Linked DNA regions of Rattus norvegicus: region 1 is linked to region 2. The links are chromatin contacts, called in public Hi-C maps. All regions are on one chromosome and are shown on one strand. The core of a region is the stretch at or near the end of the contact, and the rest is flanking DNA. Distances in the headings are between cores, read along the strand shown. Region 1 overlaps Cnga3 (cyclic nucleotide gated channel subunit alpha 3). Region 2 holds the start of Tmem131 (transmembrane protein 131).

What was found. A called contact is a pair of places that touch in the nucleus more often than the background predicts.
Region 1: a contact with region 2 is called in a Hi-C map of frontal cortex, with 2.5 times the contacts expected there. The contact joins the enhancer-like site here to the promoter of Tmem131 in region 2. A contact is called at or near these places in 3 of 12 Hi-C or Micro-C datasets (Schwann cells, frontal cortex and mammary epithelial cells).

Annotation. Positions count from the first base shown.
Region 1 is chr9:46,972,649-46,975,348 of GRCr8, reverse strand. The region is part of intron 4 of Cnga3 (cyclic nucleotide gated channel subunit alpha 3); the gene reads right to left. Among named protein-coding and RNA genes, the nearest start is that of Cnga3, 31 kb to the right of the region's middle. Within about 2 kb of position 1,383, at least 10 of the 93 cell types and tissues checked have an H3K27ac peak or open chromatin away from gene starts, as enhancers often do.
Region 2 is chr9:46,657,154-46,659,898 of GRCr8, reverse strand. Tmem131 (transmembrane protein 131) reads left to right here and starts at 1,418. Exons shown (of 41, transcript NM_001427652.1): 1 at 1,418-1,867. The coding sequence starts at 1,690.

The sequences.
Region 1 (2,700 bases), core at 134-2,633, 320 kb before region 2:
GTTTCCAGAGAGCAGGCACATATCATAGATTTGTGGCCAAATCATTTTGTTTTTCTTGATCGATGTCATCTGAGTCAATGGCGTTGCTGTCAAAGTTATACAAACCACACACGCCCTTCTTTCATGGAGGGGATTAAAGTTCTGTTCAACAGACTGGGAAGAAAATAAATACCAAGCTCTGGCCCTTTGTCGACCGCAAGCCAAGCAGTTGGCCATTTCCTTCTGATGTTGATGGTTTCCCCTGACCTTTGGTGAGGACAACCAGTGTTCCTAAGAGGCAGAAGCCACAGATCTATTTGCCCATGCATACCTGGGGTCACTGGGGGCCAATTCCACCCTCACTCACACAGTCCCAGGACCCTGACTGACACTCACACCCCAAATCATCTGTCAGCTCAGCATCTGTGACAGAACCTAGTCACAGCTGGTCACCTTTTCAAGAGGCTGGTCACCAGAGGAAGGAAATTTCCTCCTCTTGTGGCTCTGATGGTTCTCTGGAAATTAGCTCAAGTTGGCCTTAAAACAGGGCCATTTCCCTGGCGCTCAGTTCTCAGGACCTTGAGGTTGTAGCAGAGAATATGCATCCTTATAGAGAAGGCTACCCCACTGCTCTGCAAGGGAACTCCAAATTCGCATCCTCGAATGTGTAGTGAAAGAGGGTATTAAGACAGAGAGGATTTATTTCCCGAAACCCCTTGGTTTCCCGGATGATAAAAACAAAGAACAAAAAGTAATAATGAGTTCCTCAGAGAAATTACACAGACTTGTGGGTCACCTCTTGACATTGGATTTCCTACAAAAAGAACAATTCTGGAATGGTTGGCCGGTGTCTGGGGAAGATGGCAAGCAGGAGAGAGGCAAAGTGGGGCTTCCATGCAGGGGTGAGGGGATGAGGGGGTGAGGGGATGAGGAGGTGAGGGGATGAGGTGGTGGGGTGGTAGGGTAGAGAGGTGGGATGGTGGGGAGTGAGGTGGTGGGGTAGGGGGTGAGGTGGTAGGGTGAGGGGTGGGATGGTGTTGGGGTAGGGGATGGGGTGATGGTGGGGTGGGGGGTTGGAGGTAGGTTCGTAGTAAGTTGGGGGTGGGATGGGGTGGCGGTTAATGGGGTGGTAGGGTAGAGAGGTGGGATGGTGGGGAGTGAGGTGGTGGGGTGGGGAGTGAGGTGGTGGGGTGAAGGGATGGGTTGGGGGTGTGGTGGTGGTGGGGTGGGGCAGTGATGGGGTGGCTTCTGGGGTTGGGAAAGTGAAAGCTAGTGTTCTTGGCTGGAGCTTAGGTACTTCTTCCTCCAAGTGTTCACATCCCTTCTGGCCATGGGCCAGGCCCTGCGGGGAGGCAGGGAGACCGCAGTACCACAGGAATGGGAGTGGTTTCGATGACTCAGGTCTGCCTGAGGTAACTGTGCCAGTAGCCCCACCCACTTCTCCCTAAGCCTCTTTCTGCACACAGCCCTCTGTTCAGGGCACATTGTTTTTTTTCTTTTCTTTTCTTTTCTTTTTTTTTTTCGGAGCTGGGGACCGAACCCAGGGCCTTGCGCCTGCTAGGCAAGCGCTCTACCACTGAGCTAAATCCCCAACCAGGGCACATTGTTATTATGAGGAACAAACTCTGTGTGTGTGTACTTAGGGCTGGTAAAAAGCTTGGGGGAAGAGAGGAAAAGCACTTGGCTAAATGCAGGCCTCTAGATAAATAAGGATTAATGGTTTGAATCCCCTCCAGTTTCTGAGCCTTAACTCTTACTCAGTTTCCTTCTGTTGGCCTCTGAGCAGGTGCTGAGCTGGGTATCACAACAGGGCTTAGAGGGACCTCTGCCCTCTGTACCTCTGACCTTTTCAGGTGAAGGGAGTCTGGAACCTTCTACATTGGGGGTTGGGGAAAGGAGCAGACTACTCAAGGATCAGCTACTTGCTGCCCCCATCTGCACAGACCAGGCATGGCTCTCCACAGTGCTCTCTCTTGACACAGTAACTTCTCTCTTCCAATCAGCAGGCCAGAAACTTGACCAATGGCAAACTCATCTCCACATTTGCTCTTTTTTAAAATAAAAAATTATTTATTTAATGTATATGAGTATACTGTCACTGTTTTCAGATACACCAGAAGAGGGCATAAGATCCCATTACAGATGGCTGTGAGCCACCATGTGGTTGCTGGGAATTGAACTCAAGACCTCTGGAAGAGCAGACAGTGCTCCTAACCGCTGAGCCATCTCTCCAGCCCCTTCTCTGCTATTTTGATTATCTTTGCCTGAGACTTCCTCTCCCCATTTAAAATGAGGCCTCAGTAGTTGTTTCTGGATTGTTCTACTCATTTGAAAATTCACCAATGACTAGAAATCCCTGTGAAACAGTGGAGGGAACATACAGCTCCCAGGCCCCAGGGGCCCTAATTCCACAAGGCTGTGCCACATGGGGAGTTATTTTGCTTTGCACTTGGGACTTGGCCTCCAAAAATTAACCACCACCCCCTCACGAATCCTCCTATCCCACATCACCCCACCCATCAACCACCCTCAGCCACCCTCAGCTGTCTGGTGAGTGTCCAGGTGTCTCTGGTCTAGCCAGACCTTGCCCAGTGTGGTCCTCACCTAACCCTCCAAATAATTTGGTCATGCTAGGAAACGTACTGAATACAACAACCATCTCCATTGGTCTGAGCTTGTAGGAAAATGGATTTAGTCAGCTAAGGACATCTTTGTTTACTC
Region 2 (2,745 bases), core at 169-2,668:
GCTAGTATTCATAAATTTTTTTTTTAATCACTAGCAGTCAGGGGTGGTGGCACATGTTTCTAATCACAGTATTCTACGGACTTTTAAGGAACATAGTTGAGTTCCACTCCAGCCTGAGCTACACAGTGAGTTCTAGGTCAACCTAGGCTTCAGAAGGAGACTGCCTGGGTGGGGGTGGGGGGCAAACCAAAAACCATCAGGGGTGAGGTCACCTTCAAAATATATTATTAATTTACATGCTCACTTCACAAACAGGACGGCAGCAGAAGGGAGGACGTTGAGTATCTTTTAAAATAAGACTTTCTGAAGTTCCATTTTCTTTTCTAGTTTGTTCTAAGACATGCAATAGGCAAATGTGACCTTTTAAATAGACCGACTAATCAACCAAAAGCTGAGAAAAGCAAAAAAAGACTCTGGGGCTAGGCTCTTGGGGGAAGTGACCAGGCTAGCAAACTGTGACAATAACTTCCCCTTCTCAAAATGGCCTAGATTAAGACTCGTAGAGGGCAGACAGACACACAGATACATATACACACTTTAACCTGGGAGACATGAGGTTGCTTCTTAAAGAAGACTAAGACACACCACGTTTAATTTGGGCCTTTGAAAGGAGTATGTACATAGAAACATTAATCATTCCAAGATAGAGAAAACCTAGTCTGGCTTCTAGGGAGGCACACCTTGCCACGTTCCTCAACCATTCCCCAACTGATGCTTTTCGCACACACGGTAAGTTTCCAAATACAAACAAGCAAAGAAACAACATAAAAGGGTTTCCTGTGAACATGAGGTACGAGGATTCCATTAAGCCTCTCTTGGGTACGCTTTGGAAGACACAGACGTAAACAGAGCGGGTTCCCATTCTCAAGGATGCACCGCCAGAAATTGAATCGGACCCTGAACACTCCCCATGTCAAGGCCATCGAGGAGCAGAGGGGCGATTCGGAGGAGTCACTGGCACGGACTGTTGGCATTGGACTCCGGATGCCTACCCAGACCTCTGGAAGGCTTCAACATTGCAGTACCACTAGACTCGGGTTTGTCCCGGCGTCGGAGGCGCGGCCGGGCCCCGCCCACGCACCAATGCGGCTGCGCACCGTGGCCACCCCGTCTCCCCTGTGACTGCCGTCACTGCCTCCGTGAAGCTCCTGCCGCCATCTTAACTCCTGGCCGGCCCGGGTCCCTTTCCCTCCTCCTCCTGGGCCCCGCAGCGGTGACAGGGTGCGGTTGGCCGCTCCGGCCCGTCAGGTCGGTGAAGCCCGTGGGATTCTGAGGGCGTGTCGAGGAGTCGGAGCTCACGGAGTCCTCGGGAAACACGCGAACGGGCGGGCCGCCCAGGTGTTGGCACGGAGGGGGCGGGCCCCTGCGCTCCGCCCCGCCCCTCAGAGGCCAGCGCCGGGGCCCGCGGCCCTTGCCCGTTTCCAGTATGGCCGCCTGCCGTGCCTGACCCGCGGCCTCTCCGTTCCGGCTCTTCGTAGGCGATGCCGATGCCGAGGCTGTGACTGACACTCTCGCTCCCACGCACGCACCGACCCGGACCCACGCCGGGAGCCCGAGCCCTGGGCCCACAACCGCTCTCTCCTCCGGCACCGCGCCCACAGCCCGGACCACGGCTCCCGCGCCGCTGCCGTCACCTCGCGGAGAAGGGTCGCGCCGGACCTCGAGCTTGGCGGCCCCCGGCCGGCCAGGATGGGGAAGCGGGCGGGAGGAGGAGCAGCCGCCGCCGCCGCCTCCGCGTCCTCCGGGGCCCGGCTGGAGCCCGCGGCCGGCCGCGGCGGGGGTCCTCGGAGCGCGGCCGCCGGCCTCCTGGGAGCGCTGCACCTGGTGATGACCCTCGTGGTGGCCGCGGCGCGGGCCGAGAAGGAAGGTGGGTGGCCGGCGGCAGGCAGAGGGCGGCGGGTGGCGGGCCACGGGCGGGAGAGGGAGGCCCGCGGCGGGCGCCGGCGCGAAGTTGCTGGGTCGAGCCCCGTCCCGAGCCGGCGACTCGCGGTTCGGCGAGCTGCCGCGTCGGCCGCGCGGCGCGGCTCTGTAGCTGCTCCGTGATTCCTTTCCTTTGCCGTTCCCCGGTCTTCCCCTCGTCTGCTGTCAGTGCCCATTTCAAAACTTCCCGAGCTCTCGTAGGTTCTTGCTACTTGGCCCGCTATGTGGTGTGGAGGCACCCGGTTTCTTGGTGGCTCCTGCTAGGTCGGTCGATCGCGGGACGCTTTTCTTGTTATCCCCTTTGTCGGGTTTTAATTTGTGCATGCGGACGGAGCTCACTTTAAAATGCGGTGGTTAAAAAAAAAAATAGCGAGACTGATGGGAAAGACTTAAATACACAGCTTATAAAATTTATATTTGCTGGAACATCTCTTTGAAGAGGCTCTTGTTTCTTTAGTATTCTTATTCAGTATCCCTTTGCGGCGTGGAGGATTGTTTGCTTGTTATTAGCCCTAAATAGAATTTCATTTGCCTCTAGTAAGCTACTGGAAGCCGATTTCCATTTCTGCATTAATAGCCTCACGTAATTTCGGTACCTTTTCTCTTTGGTGTGTGAGCCCTTAGAAACAAATGGCAGCTTGCATACCCTTCACCTATAAATTCATAATTGAAGCCTCACTCCTGTTTTAAAAACTCCCCTAATATTGTAAAGCTGTAAAACTGGTACTTTGACAAGGTCAGAAATTACTTTATAATCTTGAAGATCAAAACTGATTTGGGGGGTGGGGAGGGGGTGTCTCCGGACTACCTGTTTCTGTGCAGAGC